5 separate regions of the Mus musculus genome follow, and all the other regions are linked to region 1. Evidence: chromatin contacts called from public Hi-C, Micro-C and promoter capture Hi-C data. All regions are on one chromosome and are shown on one strand. Each heading gives the region's core, a stretch centred on a gene start, on an enhancer-like site or on the middle of the called end of the contact. The rest is flanking DNA. Distances are from core to core; before and after follow the strand shown. Region 1 holds the start of Capza2 (capping protein (actin filament) muscle Z-line, alpha 2). Region 2 holds the start of Cttnbp2 (cortactin binding protein 2). Region 3 holds the start of Tfec (transcription factor EC). Region 4 overlaps Tes (testis derived transcript). Region 5 overlaps Gm4876 (predicted gene 4876).

What was found. Promoter capture Hi-C pulls out the DNA fragments that hold promoters and counts their contacts. A called contact is a pair of places that touch in the nucleus more often than the background predicts.
Region 2: a contact with region 1 is called in a Hi-C map of cerebral cortex, with 4 times the contacts expected there. The contact joins the promoter of Cttnbp2 here to the promoter of Capza2 in region 1. A contact is called at or near these places in 1 of 39 promoter capture datasets (cranial neural crest) and 1 of 484 Hi-C or Micro-C datasets (cerebral cortex).
Region 3: a Micro-C map of macrophages shows a contact between it and region 1, with 4 times the contacts expected there. The contact joins the promoter of Tfec here to the promoter of Capza2 in region 1. A contact is called at or near these places in 1 of 39 promoter capture datasets (the HPC-7 cell line) and 2 of 484 Hi-C or Micro-C datasets (bone marrow-derived macrophages and macrophages).
Region 4: a contact with region 1 is called in a promoter capture Hi-C map of the 3T3-L1 cell line, with 4 times the contacts expected there. The contact joins the enhancer-like site here to the promoter of Capza2 in region 1. A contact is called at or near these places in 10 of 39 promoter capture datasets (the 3T3-L1 cell line, the C10 cell line, the HPC-7 cell line and 7 more), 1 of 484 Hi-C or Micro-C datasets (the C10 cell line), 10 of 115 datasets of contacts at active chromatin or transcription factors (CD8 T cells, the NIH/3T3 cell line, acute myeloid leukemia and 6 more) and 1 of 9 other capture datasets (embryonic stem cells).
Region 5: a promoter capture Hi-C map of 3T3-L1-derived adipocytes shows a contact between it and region 1, with 8 times the contacts expected there. The contact joins the enhancer-like site here to the promoter of Capza2 in region 1. A contact is called at or near these places in 12 of 39 promoter capture datasets (the 3T3-L1 cell line, 3T3-L1-derived adipocytes, the C10 cell line and 8 more), 1 of 15 datasets of contacts at CTCF or cohesin (the NIH/3T3 cell line), 4 of 484 Hi-C or Micro-C datasets (the C10 cell line, adipose-derived mesenchymal stem cells, bone marrow-derived macrophages and 1 more) and 18 of 115 datasets of contacts at active chromatin or transcription factors (the NIH/3T3 cell line, acute myeloid leukemia, bone marrow-derived dendritic cells and 10 more).

The regions. Positions count from the first base shown.
Region 1 is chr6:17,635,551-17,638,393 of GRCm38.p6, reverse strand. Capza2 (capping protein (actin filament) muscle Z-line, alpha 2) reads right to left here and starts at 1,384. Exons shown (of 10, transcript NM_007604.3): 1 at 1,234-1,384. The coding sequence starts at 1,272.
Region 2 is chr6:18,513,467-18,516,309 of GRCm38.p6, reverse strand. It overlaps Cttnbp2 (cortactin binding protein 2), which reads left to right and starts at 1,441. Exons shown (of 23, transcript NM_080285.2): 1 at 1,441-1,655. The coding sequence starts at 1,575.
Region 3 is chr6:16,897,062-16,899,904 of GRCm38.p6, reverse strand. Tfec (transcription factor EC) reads left to right here and starts at 1,464. Exons shown (of 7, transcript NM_031198.3): 1 at 1,464-1,644.
Region 4 is chr6:17,083,236-17,086,078 of GRCm38.p6, reverse strand. The region is part of intron 1 of Tes (testis derived transcript); the gene reads right to left. All of the region lies in intron 2 of Gm4876 (predicted gene 4876), which reads left to right. Among named protein-coding and RNA genes, the nearest start is that of Gm15473, 19 kb to the right of the region's middle. Within about 2 kb of position 1,433, at least 4 of the 459 cell types and tissues checked have an H3K27ac peak or open chromatin away from gene starts, as enhancers often do.
Region 5 is chr6:17,108,016-17,110,858 of GRCm38.p6, reverse strand. The region is part of intron 1 of Gm4876 (predicted gene 4876); the gene reads left to right. Among named protein-coding and RNA genes, the nearest start is that of Gm15473, 44 kb to the right of the region's middle. Within about 2 kb of position 1,433, at least 85 of the 459 cell types and tissues checked have an H3K27ac peak or open chromatin away from gene starts, as enhancers often do. A contact at or near this core is called in 3T3-L1-derived adipocytes, the NIH/3T3 cell line, adipose-derived mesenchymal stem cells and 4 more, where this site is marked.

The DNA.
Region 1 (2,843 bases), core at 135-2,634:
AGCGACTTAGGGTCTAATTCTGTGAATTAAAGTAAGGTATGCTTGTCCCCATTTTGTTAAGTTATCACCATTTCATCCAAGGGCACAAACGAGAAAGCCAGAACACTTCCAAAACCATAAAAGAGGCTGAGTTCTGAACAACCAAAGAGAAAGAGAACACTAATTCTGGTGCAGTATAAAAGGAGAGGGTCCCAACTGAAAATATCCTTAGTGTTTCTCTAACACCCTACTAGAACTGAGTTCTGTTTCCCACATGGGTGTACTTCATTTGGAACTTAAAAACAAGCTAAGATCAGACATTTCCAAAGGGCAGCACACTCATATGTCAGTTAAGTCTAAGTTTGAAAAAAACGTCCCGGTCTTTTCCAGAAAATACTCAAAACGTATGGCGTTCCCCCTCACACTACTTGCCCCTTGGTACGCGGTCTCCTCAGTCGCCAAAGAAAATGGGCAAGAGCCTTAGTTCAATGATCAGATTTCGTATCACAAATGTGAGAACTTGAGTCGTGCATTTGGTCCTAATGCTGTCACAGCATTTAACACACAGTAAAAGGAGTTGCACCCGCTCGCCCTCTTCAGAGTTGGTCCTATCAGGAAGATGGGATGTCACCAAATCTGCCCCAAGAGGGGGAAGCAGCCAAGTTGGGCAGAAAATAACTATGGGAGGGAGGGGTGTCTTTGTGAACAATACTGCCTTCCGGGGAACATGGGAGCAGCAATTAAAAAAAAAAAAAAGGTAATGACAATATTAATAAAAGAAATAGATGGCGGGGGGTGGGGGGGAAGGGGCGGGATGTGGAGACGGCGACCTCCGGAGGGAAGGAAACACCCTGGGGAACCAGGAAGCACTTCGCGTTGGGGAGGAGAAACTGCAGGAAAAAGTGAGGGTCGGCTATGCCGTCTTCCCCGCCCGCCCGCCTCACGGCGAAAGCCCCAGGCCAGGCGGCGCCGCTCCGCCGTCGGCCGCTCCCGAGCCCGGACCCCCAGGGCCGGGTCCCGCCGCCCCCGCTCCCGCCCGCGGCCGCCGGGCTCCGCTTCCTATTTTCGGAGCACACACCCTACAAGGAGCGGAGGGGCCCGGCCTCGGGGAGCCCGGGCAGCACCCCGCTCGGGAAGCGCAGGCGTGCGGCCCACCACCGGAGCCCGCCCGGGGTCAGACTCCGGCCCTCGCGCCTCGGCACTCACCTCTCCCGCCCTCCCGCCCGCCCGGCTCCTCACCGCCGCGGCACCTACCTTCTCCTCATCGGACAACTGCTCCTCCAGATCCGCCATCTTCCTTCTGGCGACAGACCGTGGCGCTGGTGGCAGCAGCGGCCACCTGACTTCCCCCTTTCCGAGCGGTCTTCCGCGCCGCGCGCCCCCGCCAAGGGAGGGGCCCCGCCGCCCAGGCCGCCGCGCACGCGCCCCGGAGCTCCGCCTCCCGGGAGCCGAGCCACTGCGCACACGCCTGGGAGCTCCGCCTCCTCAGCCTAGGCCGCCGCGCACGCGCCCCCGGAGCTCCGCCTCCCTCCCCCTGAGCGCCGGCCTGAGCGCCGCTGTGCGCGTGCGCAGCGCCTCCAAAGTGGGATTGCTATGGTTATCTTCTGTCATCCTGCTCTGTCTGGTGCCTTCTCTAGTCAACGATGACCATATGGACCCGGTTGGCGATGAGTACATTCTGAGCCCATGACTTTGTTCCCACCAAGTCCTGAACGCTGCCAGCTAAAATGTGAAAAGCTGTACCAATTTAAAACATTTTTAAGTATTAGGAAAAATACTGTTTTAATTGAAATAGGCACACACAATCCAGTCCATAATTGAAAGATTACTTTTGATATATTCATTTATTCATCCGAAAAACATTTATTGGTCTTTTATGATAGGAAGACTATTTTGCTAGTTCTTAGGAATAAGAAATGTAGATTTAAAAACCCAAACAAACAAAAATCCCAAAGAAAATGCTCTTAAGCTCACCTCTATTAATTAGACATTGAGTTAGGGAAGGCATTGTACTCCTGGAAAGTAAAAAAAAAAGAAAAAAAAGTTAAGTTAGCCTTGGATCTGTACCCTCATGAACTGGCTGTCCAAACTACTTACAGGTCATCCAGTAGAAATTTCAATTTCATACAACCAATTTTTAAGGTAAATGTCCCATGAAGGATTTAAAGCATTCTAAAACCATTATTTATTATTTTCAAATTTTACTGGATGTCTCCTACTTTTATTTGCTAAATCTGGCAACTCTACTACTGAAGCTTCAAGTTAAAGAAAAGGGGGGGGGGTGGAAGGTTGAAGTCAAAGCTGACACAGGAAGCAGCTGGAAATGTTGATAAAATTGAGTTGCTAGTTCAGCAGGCCTGAGCAAACCAGAGAATCTATATTTCTTACAAGCTCCCAGGAAGGAGGAGTGCTACTCGTCTGAAAACCACACTTTGTTTTTACCAAGGACTAAGAGTTTAGTTAGTAGTTAAGACTTCAATAATTAGAAAGTGAGAAGCTCTTGAGGGCATTTGGACAGTGTCACGACATGAACCGAACATGCTCAGCGGTGTCAATCTGACAGCTGTGTGTAAATGACAGGTAAGAGGACCCTAAAGAGCTCAAATAGCTATCTGGGTCCAAGAACACTATCATTAAGTGACTTACTAAAGTGTTCGTTTGCAGAGAGCAGGAAGAGGAAGCTGACATGTGCGGGAACTGAAAGTGTCCAGTTGAAGACAAACCCGTGGAGACAGCATGCAAGTTAACAAAGAACAGTGTCTGACCAAACCCCTCAGGAGCTACAAGTCAATATCAGTTCCCTCTTTTATAGTTCCTAAATCCTTGCTTTATTTATTGCTCCCTGCCATTGTAAGTGTAAGTAT
Region 2 (2,843 bases), core at 192-2,691, 880 kb before region 1:
CTTTCGCCTTAGAAGTCTAGATAGTCTCATATTGGGTAATTTCAAGAGAGCAGTTGACTAAATGAAAGCAAGTGGTGTGATGACCAAGACAGAGTACAAGCCACAGGCAGAGGAAATCAGCCAACAGTAAACAAAGGAAACTCTGTGCCTGGGTAACTTGCAGGTGGTTCCTAAGCTCTGACCCTTAACCTCGGGGCTCCAGGTGTGTTTCCTGGACTGCTCTTTCTAGGGGGAACTTTCTAGATTTTGTTGACCGATTCCTTTCAACGTCTTTGTAGAAAATATTTTCTTTGATTTCTGACAATATTCGGATCCAGTTCGGAAAATGAACAGTTAAGGTGTCAGGTCCTGTCAATGAGAGCAGGCTGGGATCTTGTTGTTTAGTCATTTTGTTTGTTTGTTTGTTTGCTTGCTTGCTTGCTTGTTTTCAAGGCTATACTCCATGTACTGAACATTCCAGTCACCCACCTTCCAGAATATCAAGCGTGGGATTGGATGGTGCGTTGATTTGGCTTCAGGGAGACAGAGTTTGAATGCCTCCATTTGATTATGTGCTTTCAATGAACAAAATTTAAAAAAAAAAAAAATGTTAGAGATCTGGAGATTTGGGGAGGTCTTTGCCATAAGGTCTCAATAAGGTGATAGATTTTCAGATTCTGGGACTTGGCAGGAAAGGATGAGAACAGAATTAGAGGCAGGAGAAGAGGAGATTAATTGCTTGGGCCTAACTCATTCATATAAACTCCAGCCATGCATTTCCATATGATCATTTTTGACAAAGGTCTGTGTGTGTATCCTTGTGTTCTCATCTGTACGAAAGAAACTCCTGTTCTCTCAAAAGTAGTAAGACATTACTGGATACCTGGTGGTTTTTCAGAACAGACCTCAGGCTTGGGGCGGGTGGTGGTGGGAGATTCCACCTTCTTTGAAAAGAAACCCGAGCAGATAGGTACCTGCGGAGGAAGGGCGCTAAAAACAGCTGGACAGGGACTTTTAGCTGTGAGTTCAGACTTTCAGTTGATGGTTTGAGAGAGAACTAGCATCGAAGATGCGATAAAACAAAGCCGGGTGTACAAACCAAGAGGATAGACGTGTCCAGGCGACAGGGGCTGGCAAATATTAAGGAAGGCACCTCATTGGAGCTAGTGGAAGTGAGGGACAGTTGCTCAATTTTAGATTTATTTCACATCCAGGAGTCTGGCCTCCAGATCGGCTTGTGCCCCACTGTCTAAGCAAAGATTTTGGCCAGCCCGTCGCCTCGAGGGAGGAAGCTTGCTTTCTTTTGCATCCCCCGGTGTTTGGTCCCCTCGACACCAGCGCGAGGCCGCGCATCTCTGGTGCTGGTTCTTGGTCCCGTGGGAGCGACTGGGCTAGCGGGTGGGCGGGGCGCCGCGTCTCCAGCGCGCACAGGGTTAAGCGGCAGGGGCGGCGCGGAGAGGCGGGAGGGGGCGGCCGAGCTCCCGGGCTGAGAGCGCGGCGGCCACAGCCAGCAGCGGGTTAAGTACCGCCCGCGCCGAGAGAGCTGAACCCCGCCGCCGCTCCGAGCTCGCATTCGGATCCGCTAGAGCAGGAAGATGGCGACGGACAGCGCGAGCTGCGAGCCCGACTTGTCCCGCACCCCGGGTGACACGGAGGGGGCCACGGCGGAGGCGGCGGTAACCGAGTTCCCTGGGCGCGGGGAACCGCGTAGACGCGGGCTGGGGTTGGTGCCAGGGTCCCCACTGGACACTCCCCTAGGGGTGCCCGGTCCTTTCCTGGGATGCCTTGTCTTTCTCTAGGGTGCTCCTTTAACTCCCCGAGGTCTCCCTTCCCAAGGGTTTCCCTTCCTTCTCCAGGATATCCCCTCTCTCCTGTTCCTCTTCCCTTGATTACCCATTCCTTCCCCGGGGTGTGCCCTTCGTGTGTCCCTTCCCCGTAGTGTCCCCAGGGCCAGAAGCGGGCTCAAGTGGGGAAACGCCAGCCCCCACCCCCGGGTACTAGGGGCCTGTCGGTCCTTCTGGACACCACACGCGTCCCTGGTGACCCCTTTGCTCACTCGCGGGGTATCTCAGTCTCCATTGTTCACCTCTCCGGGGTGCGGAGCGAACGCCAGTCTCGGGGTGCCTGACACCTCTCAGGGGACCTGGGGTAGCAGAGGCGGGAAGGTGAACCATCGCTAGGCAGGTGTGGGGATGCTCTTTGTGTGTGTGTGTGGGGGGGGGGGGGGCTCATGTGTCTTGGGGAGACTGGTGAGAGAGGCCCCGTAGCGCCTGCACTTTGGGTACTAGCTGACTGCCACTCGCTCAGTCATCTGTAGGGACCTTCTTCCCTAGCTAAAGCGGGATTGAACTGGGTTTTCTGAACCCGGTGTCAAAACATTGTTCCCTTTCCCTGGCGCCTTGACTTGCTTAGGCTCGTACCTGCTCCCTTCTTTGATACTCTAAATGTCTGCATGCACAGACATTCTCTTCTTACCCTGCTGTGGGGTCTTGACCCACAAAGCCAGGTTGGAAAATATTTGCAGGTTGAGGAAGCAGCTCTTGCTAAAGCTGCAAAGACCTGCAAAGAAAGACAGGTCTGGGAGCGCCTCCCACTCTTGGCCAAATCCAACAGCTCTTTTGGAGGAGTGGGACTGAGTGAGCTGAGTATCGCATGGACAACCCCTCAGTGTCTTCCACCTCCAGATCCAAATCCGGGTCTGGGCAGCAGAGGGCAGGAACAGATGTAAACAACCTGAGCTGTTGAATTTCCTCCCACCTCTGGCTTGGAACGAAAAAAAAAAAAAAAAAAAAAAGATGTGGAGGAAGGTACTTGGGTTGATAGCTGCAAAAGGCAGAACACGAGAGGAGGGGAGGGGAAGGGGC
Region 3 (2,843 bases), core at 215-2,714, 740 kb after region 1:
GTCCTTAATGAATGTCAGATTGTTTTCCAGCAAGCAGAGATTTTGTCAGAGTCAAGGTCAGGAGTCCAGAAGGTAAGAGGATCCTGTATGTATTTCAATTTTAGTAATCAGAGAAAAGAGAAGGAAACAGAAGAGGACACCTGAATATCTAATTATATAGAAGAATGTCTTACTGTGGTACCCTGAAAACGCATGAAAATGAAGGCAGTGAGACTGATTATTAGTGTGCATTGATACAAATGGAAGAAGATATTAAAGGCTTATTAAGCACATGCTGTTGATATGGAAAATATGTTGGGACTGATAAATTACTGCCAGTAGTAATATTGATAAGCCTAGTTGAGGTGTTCTGTTCAGTAGTTTTTAAGAGCTTGACTAGAATGGATTTAGGAGAGGACATAAGATGTGAAATCACAGGCAGGGGACACAGACTTCTCTGGAGCCTCTGAATGGAGACAAACAGCTCGAGGTGCTGTGGTCATGCATTTGTGGACCTCGTAAGTACGCCATTACTGCAGCAGAACTGGGAAGCCATGAATGGGTTGCACCCCCAAAAGTTCAAAATGCTTCTTATTATATGCCTTACAGGAAAAGTGTATCAAATTCTGGTATAGAAAACATTTATGTTTTGTTTTGAAAATTAGATTAGTGTACTTACTCCTAAAATGGGTTCTTAATAGAGTCATTTGTGATTCTGGCTGAAAGCTCCTGACATCAATAATGTCTGATTGAGTAGAAAGAAAGAAAGAGAGATATTTGAAAGGCAGCTTTGAGGGTTTGAGGGTCAAGAGGAAAGCTATTTGTATATATATATATATATATATATATATAAAATAGTAGAATATACACTATATGTAGTATATACTATACATGCAATAATATAGCATTAATATATAGTATATAGAAATATATAATATATATGTACTCATATATATTATATATGTACACACACAAGCACACACACATATACATCCAAAGTTCAATTTTATGTTTCTGTCTAATCTTCTTGGGAAGATCAATTATTCTTGGTTATGAAGTCTTTGAGAACAAATTGGGAAGTAAGAAAACTCGCATTATATAAAATTCAGGAAATAGTCTTAAAACAAAAACTCAAACAATAACAATTCTAAGTCAAAGTGTAATTCCTAACTGAAAGTGGGCAAGGACAGTGTTCTGAAGAAACTTACTTGTAAGGCAGAATGTGTTGCAATAACTGTGGGGTCTTAGTCCACTGAGCTAATAACCACATACTGCCATTGTAAATTCTGGGGAAAAATGTTTATTATGGGGCAATAACGGCATCAATGAGAGGATTTTTACTGTAGTCACACCACTGGAGTAGTTTTTCTGGAATGCTGTTTCTCAAATTAGTAGCACATTTCTGATAAAGAAAGGAAGTCGCCTTAACTTAAAACTGCTGTGTCATTTCTTCTTCCTTAACTGAAATTCCAACCAGAGTCCAGGAAATGCCCTAATGGGTGACTTCTCTTTTCTCCTTCCTCAACTAAGCGGATTCCAAGCTGTTCAAACCATTTATTCTTCTTGAGCAGACCCTTGACTTTTGTGCTTAGGTTATGAGACGAGGGGCTGTAATTTGGAGCTGTTTGTAGCCGCGATGACACACCTAGAATCCAATCAGTGCTGGTAGGTAACCAAACTGGAAGGTTAAGGTTAATTTTCTGTGCTTTAAACAAATATGATGACAAGTTCAATCAATACCTGTTTTGCCTTGATAATATGCATAGCTCTCTTGTAATTATGGTTTCATCTTGCATGGTAGTCAGGTATCAGGACCTTAGAGCAGCCAAGCTACGATTCGCTATAATGTGGATGAGATATAACGGGAATGCTATCAATTTCTATTTTAATCAAGATGTAGAAATCACTGTTTTAGTTTATGATAACCTAGGGAATTTCTTCTAGTTTAATATTTTCAGATATTTACTAAATTGGAATATAATTTAACATTTTATTGCATCGTATGGTATTTTATGAGTAAATGTTAATTTCAATTTACATTCAAACATTGTCTGTTTTATTGTTTTTTTTTAAAGTTAAGAATATATAAGAATATTTGTTCTTCACAGATAATAACACCAGATAGGATTTTAGCATGTGTTCTTTTCCCAAGGTTAGGTTATGGTATTCCTTTTGTACATATGTAGATCTAATTATTTTGCTTAGGAGATTTCAAGTATACTAAACCAGTAACTTTTAAAGTAATAATTTTAAATTGAAACAAAGCCCTAAAAATTAGGGCCAGGATTATTTCTCTGTATGTGCACAAATATAAATAAAGAGGTGTTATATGCACATAGATTTGTTTCTGTGGTTATTCTAGATTATCAATACTATCCCACATTATTAGGAATAGACATTTTGAGAACAATAATGAACCTGAGGTAATATTTAATTTTGCTTGAGTTGTTCATTGGTAATTTATTTGCTAGAAGCCTCATTTAGTGATAAAGAGTTTTCAGTGTACTTGACAATTTTTCCCTGCTCAAAGGCTTTGTCAACAAAGAAAGCTAAAACAGAATGAGAGTTCAGCAAGATCCTGCGAGAAGGGTGCTTCCCTCGGGTCTTACATGGAGCTGATTGTGGCTAGACACTTTCAAGTAGCTGTTGAATTAAATCTTTTCCGTATTTGGTGGAAGCAACCTTAAATAGGTCAAACTTGAGGTTTACACTTGAGTATTTAAAGAAACCTTTAAAGCTATGGACTCAGTGGACTACATATCTACACTTTGTTTGTTTCGTGGATTTTGTGACTTTCTCCTTCTTGCTTTCTCTGTGAAGCAGTAGACTAGGCTACTGGAGGAGTAGATTTTACTGAACTGAAA
Region 4 (2,843 bases), core at 184-2,683, 550 kb after region 1:
AATAAATCACACCTCTAATTCCACTTAACGCTCTTGTTGATGTAACTCTCAAACAAATCTTTTATGAGTTTCACATTGTTTAGCCAACTCTGACCCAGGCATGTAAACATAAGCTTTGAGAACATATATAGCATTCTTTATAATCTCATTGCTTTTATCAAGAAAAGAAGAGAATCAAAATACAACTTTATAGAAGACTACAAATACTGAAAGTCACAAAATTCATGGATTCATGGCTTTGCCCCTTATGTGCTGTTAATGCAAGTACAGGGAGATCAGAGGGCAGAGACTGAGACACAAACAAATGTATGACAGAGTTTAGGAATGACAATATTTGTTGAATACCAGGAAAAGTATCATACCATTTAAATCTTTTTTTTAATTAGGTATTCATTTACATTTCCAATGTTATCCCAAAAGTCCCCCACCCGCTACCCCACCCACCCACTCCCACTTCTTGGCCCTGGCATTCCCCTGTACTGGGGCATATAAAGTTTGCACGACCAATGGGCCTCTCTTTCCACTGATGGCCAACTAGGACATCTTCTGATACATATGCAGCTAGAGACACGAGCTCTGCGGGGCACTGGTTAGTTCATATTGTTGTTTCACAGGGTTGCAGATCCCTTTAGCTCCTTGGTTACTTTCTCTACCATTTAAATCTTACAGAACCTCACAAAACATTTAGGAAGCAGGCTATTTCCCTCTGTTCTTTACAGGTGACTGAAATGAAACCCAGAAAGTTTTCAGAATTTGCTCAGTATGAAAATGTCAATACATTCTGGAACTTACCTGGAAGCTTCCTTCCTGAGGGCTAGCTTCATGGTACCCAGAGGGGTTATGAGGGCTGACAAAGGAGAAAAGCAATCGGCGGGCTTCCTCAGCTGTAAATCTAGATGTTACACTGACTACCCTGGCAAGATACTCACGATGGCGCAAGAGTGGTACTTTTATTTGAGGGGTAACCAACCTCAGTCTACTTGGACTTTACACCCACCCCAGAGAGATTTCAGCCTAGTATTGAAAACCAAACAATTATCTACAGCTAAGAGGTCATAGACACTAAAGGAGAACTTAACTACTGCCATGTTCCTAAAGCAGTAGACTAAACACATGCAGTCTAAATACATGTTCTTACACCCATCTATAAGAAGAGTATCTCTCACTCCTCAGCTGAGAAGTGTCTCTTTGCAGTAGATGGAAACTATTATTGGAACCCACATCTGGACAAAATGCATAGAACAGCTGGCTATGGCATACCCAAACTCAATGACACACCTACAACATGGCGGGGGTGGAATTGTAAAAGCCATAGGACCAGATGCCTGCAGCTAGATAGTACCTTCTAGATGTGACAGGGAAGCTGCACGCATGAACTCTCAACAATATGGTCACCAACACAAGACAGGCTGAACAAGAGATCTTCGGACACACGTGAACACTAAGATACGTGTGCTCACATATCTGGGTTTGTCTGGGTTTGTCCAAACACACATAATTTCATCTTTTCTGGGTGCCCAGACTTAGAGAAGGCAGCAGCAATGTCCCTAATGGGAGAGGGAGGTGTAAGGGAGAGAGAGGTCACAGCAGTATACACTATGCCCTGAAGAAGTCTTAATCAAAAACAAAACACAAAAAAACAACACCTAGTTTTCAGAATCACTGTTAGCAACCGAAGCCATGAGACAGATTCCGGCTGGCAATGAGTTAGTCTGCCTATGACAGAAACGATTTTTACATATCTACATGTTGGCCTACGATTCTTAAGCATCACTGACATCCAAGCGAGGATTTCTTATCTTATGCCCCATGATTGGGTAAGAATTTGCAACCTCAATCACGGCAAACAAACACAAATCTCTAAGAGCTTTGTGATCCACACTCTCATTCCTTGTTCTGCAGATGTACCTGCATCCAGACTGAGTTACAATCTGGAATGCAACTCTAAACTTGATACAATAACATTGTCTAGAGAGGACATATCTCTACAAGAATAAATCAACTTTTTTCTGATTTGTTCCTCCTGAGGCTTCTGGGAGTGCCAGCATCCCTCTCAGAAGTTGAATGAAGGATAATTTACCAATTCTATTTTGTAGAGCCCAAACCACCCACCCCTGAGCTGTTTGAGGTCCATTCCAGACTTTTTAAGGCTCAGTGCCAGACTGCCCCAAGTCTTTTGAATTTCAATTCATGAGCCCCATTTGTTCTAATAGTTGCAGCAATTTCTCTTTCCAGTTTATGCCACGTTCAAGAGTCCCTGAAATATATGAGACCCAGAATCCTCTCCACATGTCTTCCCTTCCTTTGCCCTCAGCACAGACTACCCCCAATTGAGCACAGTCTTCTTTTTAACAAAAGAGATGAGTCTTATGTTTGGTCACCCAGGTCTTACAGGCTAGCTTGTGCCCAGTTCTCTGTGCTTGAGAACGCTTGGTGAGGAGTACTAGAGATGATGTTAGATAGCGATACTCAGGATGCCTTCCAGGCTATGTAGGATGGGGTGGAAGAGTAAAGAGGGATGCCTAGCTGTTAGGTCCTTGACAGCTAAGGCAACCTGGCTGGTTAGACAATGAAATCCAGACCCTTGGATTCATGACCACTTCCATTTGTGTGCTTATGTGTAATAGCAATGTAAGAAAATGATGAGAATTGTATTGTTATTAAAGAAATAACAAAACTGAGAACTGTGCAAACAAAGAAAGACCATTGAAGAAGAGTCAAGAAAACTGTGGTCTGGACCCACAGTGTCACCAGCACCACCACATCCAATGATTTTTTGAAGTCATTTTTGTCCTCCGAGTTTCATCTAGATAAGGAAAGAATTGAATCGGATTGACTCCAAC
Region 5 (2,843 bases), core at 184-2,683, 530 kb after region 1:
TCTTAACTGCTGTGAACTGGAGACTCCCCTATAACCAACGCCTCTTCATTTCGTGGCTGAATTGAACTCCTAGATCTATCTCAAAGTCTCTGGTGCCCCTCCCAGGCAGGTTGGTTGCAGTGCCTGAGAAGTAGGTAGTTGCTTTCCTTAGGCAGTCTCTCTTATTTGTACTAGTTTCTTTTGATTTTTGAGAGTCACAGTTTTCTTTAAGCATGATATAGCGGCCTTAGACTTTACCCCCTATTTCTTTTCCAATCATTCTATTCCATTTTTTGTTGTGAATGTTTAAAAATTAATTATTGTGTTAACTAGCGACTCCAATGGCATGCTCCCAATGAAAGGGCAAACTAATTAGACAAAGCTACTTGAGCATTCGATAGTACAGCGAGAGGGAAAAAGGGCACTTCAGGCTAGAGTGCTGGAGTGTGTGATTATATCCCCACATAATCCAAGGATGTGGGATCTTTGAGTACATATGAGTCTCCATTTTCTGTTAAACTTCAGAAATTTTCTCCACGTTCTTTGATAATGTCAGTCCCTGGCTCATGCTTTCTTCCCTTTTGTTGTTGTTGTTGTTGTTGTGTGATGACCTCAACAAACACATGGATTTTCATACAACACTTGTGCTGATTTTTCCATCTTCCTAAAATCCAGTCCCCTTGCCTTCCTTCCTATCCAGCTGTAACTGGAGAGGAGATTCCATGGGATCTCCCCATGTGTCTGTTTTGACTCCTAAGCCCAGATTTCTTTTGAATTCTACCATGGTATCCCAGTCCTCAGTCAGATGTTATTTATGGAGAATTGACTCCAACGTGTCTACATGCAATAGCGGTTGACTAGCAATGGTAACTGGGTAGAAGGTGCTTTTGTTACTGGGTGAAGGGCAAGACATCCTGTGGAAATGCACATCGAAGAAAGATCAATAACAGCCTTTATAAATGTCATTTAAAATGCCATTCAAAACAACCATAAAGGTTAATGGCATTTTGTTTTGATTGTTTCAAAATATATTATCAGATTAAATAGAAGCTACGATGACTTGCTTCCCATGAAAGGACAGAATAATTAGCCACAGTTATTTAAGCACCGGTAAATATATGAAAAACCAAAACAACACACCCTATTAATCAAACCACAATGCCTGTCAGGTTGTGTGCTAAAACTTCTATCTACACAACACAAGGAAGCAGGCCTTTTCACACAGGTAAGCACTCAGTAAAGTCAAGAGTTAACATTGAACAGTTACCAGGGGTCAGGAAAGGCATTTTTTATGCAGTCAGGGACAGTCTTAAGTGTTCTAAAGAGTTACAGACAAACTCAGAAGACAAGTTCAGATATGCCAGGTCATTTTAAGATGAGAACTTAAAACTGTTCTTGGGTGGTGGTGTCTCTTTGGTTACCATAGCAAAGTTGGAAGAGCTTAAACACTACGTGTTACAAATTGCTTAAGAATGACTCAACCCTGACTCTCTTGCCTATGGTGAAACTCGTCTGAAACACTTGAGTCAATTTGGAAATCTATGCTTAAAGACCAGACACTGCAGTATGGTCAGGACTTATTAAAAAGAGACAATCTGTAATATCTTGTTTAAAATAAGCAGAAAGCCCCCGCGCTTCACCTGGGCAGCACAGTAGACCTAGCCTGGTGGCTTGGGTACAGGAAAGCTGATGGGTTCAGCAACTCCAACCCAGGCCCAGATCCAGGGCTTTGAATATGCTCACCCCAACATCTGCCCCATCTGTGAAATGCTGGAGTGTGTGAAGGGGCCAGTCCTGCAGATCCAAAGCTGCAGAGTTTCCACGACACAGACCGACAACAGGATATCTGAGAGAAACCCCAGTGAGATTCCAGTATTGATAGTATAGCAGAAGCCAGAGGCCTCAAACCAGACTCATTGCAATGAACATTTGGAAGTAAAGAGGTTTGGCCAAAGGAATACCCGTGTGACACATTGTGACACACTGCAGCTTCCACAGTGAGATTTTTGTTGTTGTTTGTTTTGTTTTGTTTTGATTTTGAGGTTTTAATTTTTTTATTTTTATTTCTATTTTTTGAGGGGAGGTTGCAAGGATGGAGAAGATACCCCAGGACTTGAGATATAGATGCTGTAAAGGGGTGACGAGATGAGTGGGATTGGGGGTGCATGGTGTATAATTCATATACAATAAGAAGTTAAAAACAAAAAAAATTGTTAAAAATGTCCCAAATGTGAAGGCCAACAGGACACCTGAGCGACTGGGATTCCATCAGTGGAAATTACATATATATATATATATATATATATATATATATATATATATATATATACATATTTATATATATATGCAAAACATCACTTTCTCAAATCCTATTTGTATCCAAGATTGTTCTATTTAGAGATGAACAGTGTACGTGCAGCCTCCCTGAAGTAGTTCACAATCAATGAGCATCCAGGGAGGGTATGAAGCATCTCTCATGGACCACTGTGTAGAAGCTGATGCTGAGTCTGCATCTTCCTTTGAATTTCCTGGACCCCAAGACATTTCCCCCTTCTCCTTCCTCACTGAACCCACTGCTCTTGAGTTCCCACTGCTGTTTGGAGGACAGGAAAAGCAGAGATCACTGTCATGTCTTTTAATATCCAAGATGATGGCTTTTGTGGAGAAAGAGGACACCTCTGGTATTGCCTAAGTACCAGCAATTGTTCTACACTCTCTCTTAGTGAGCCTTTTGCTACTGTGAACTGTAATGATGTGGTTGTCAAATTCATGCCGTACCAGGCATAAAAAAACAAACAAACAAAAAAAAAAACAAAACAAAACCAAAAACCCTGTAAGATCTGCTTCTGAGAACTGACCTAGAA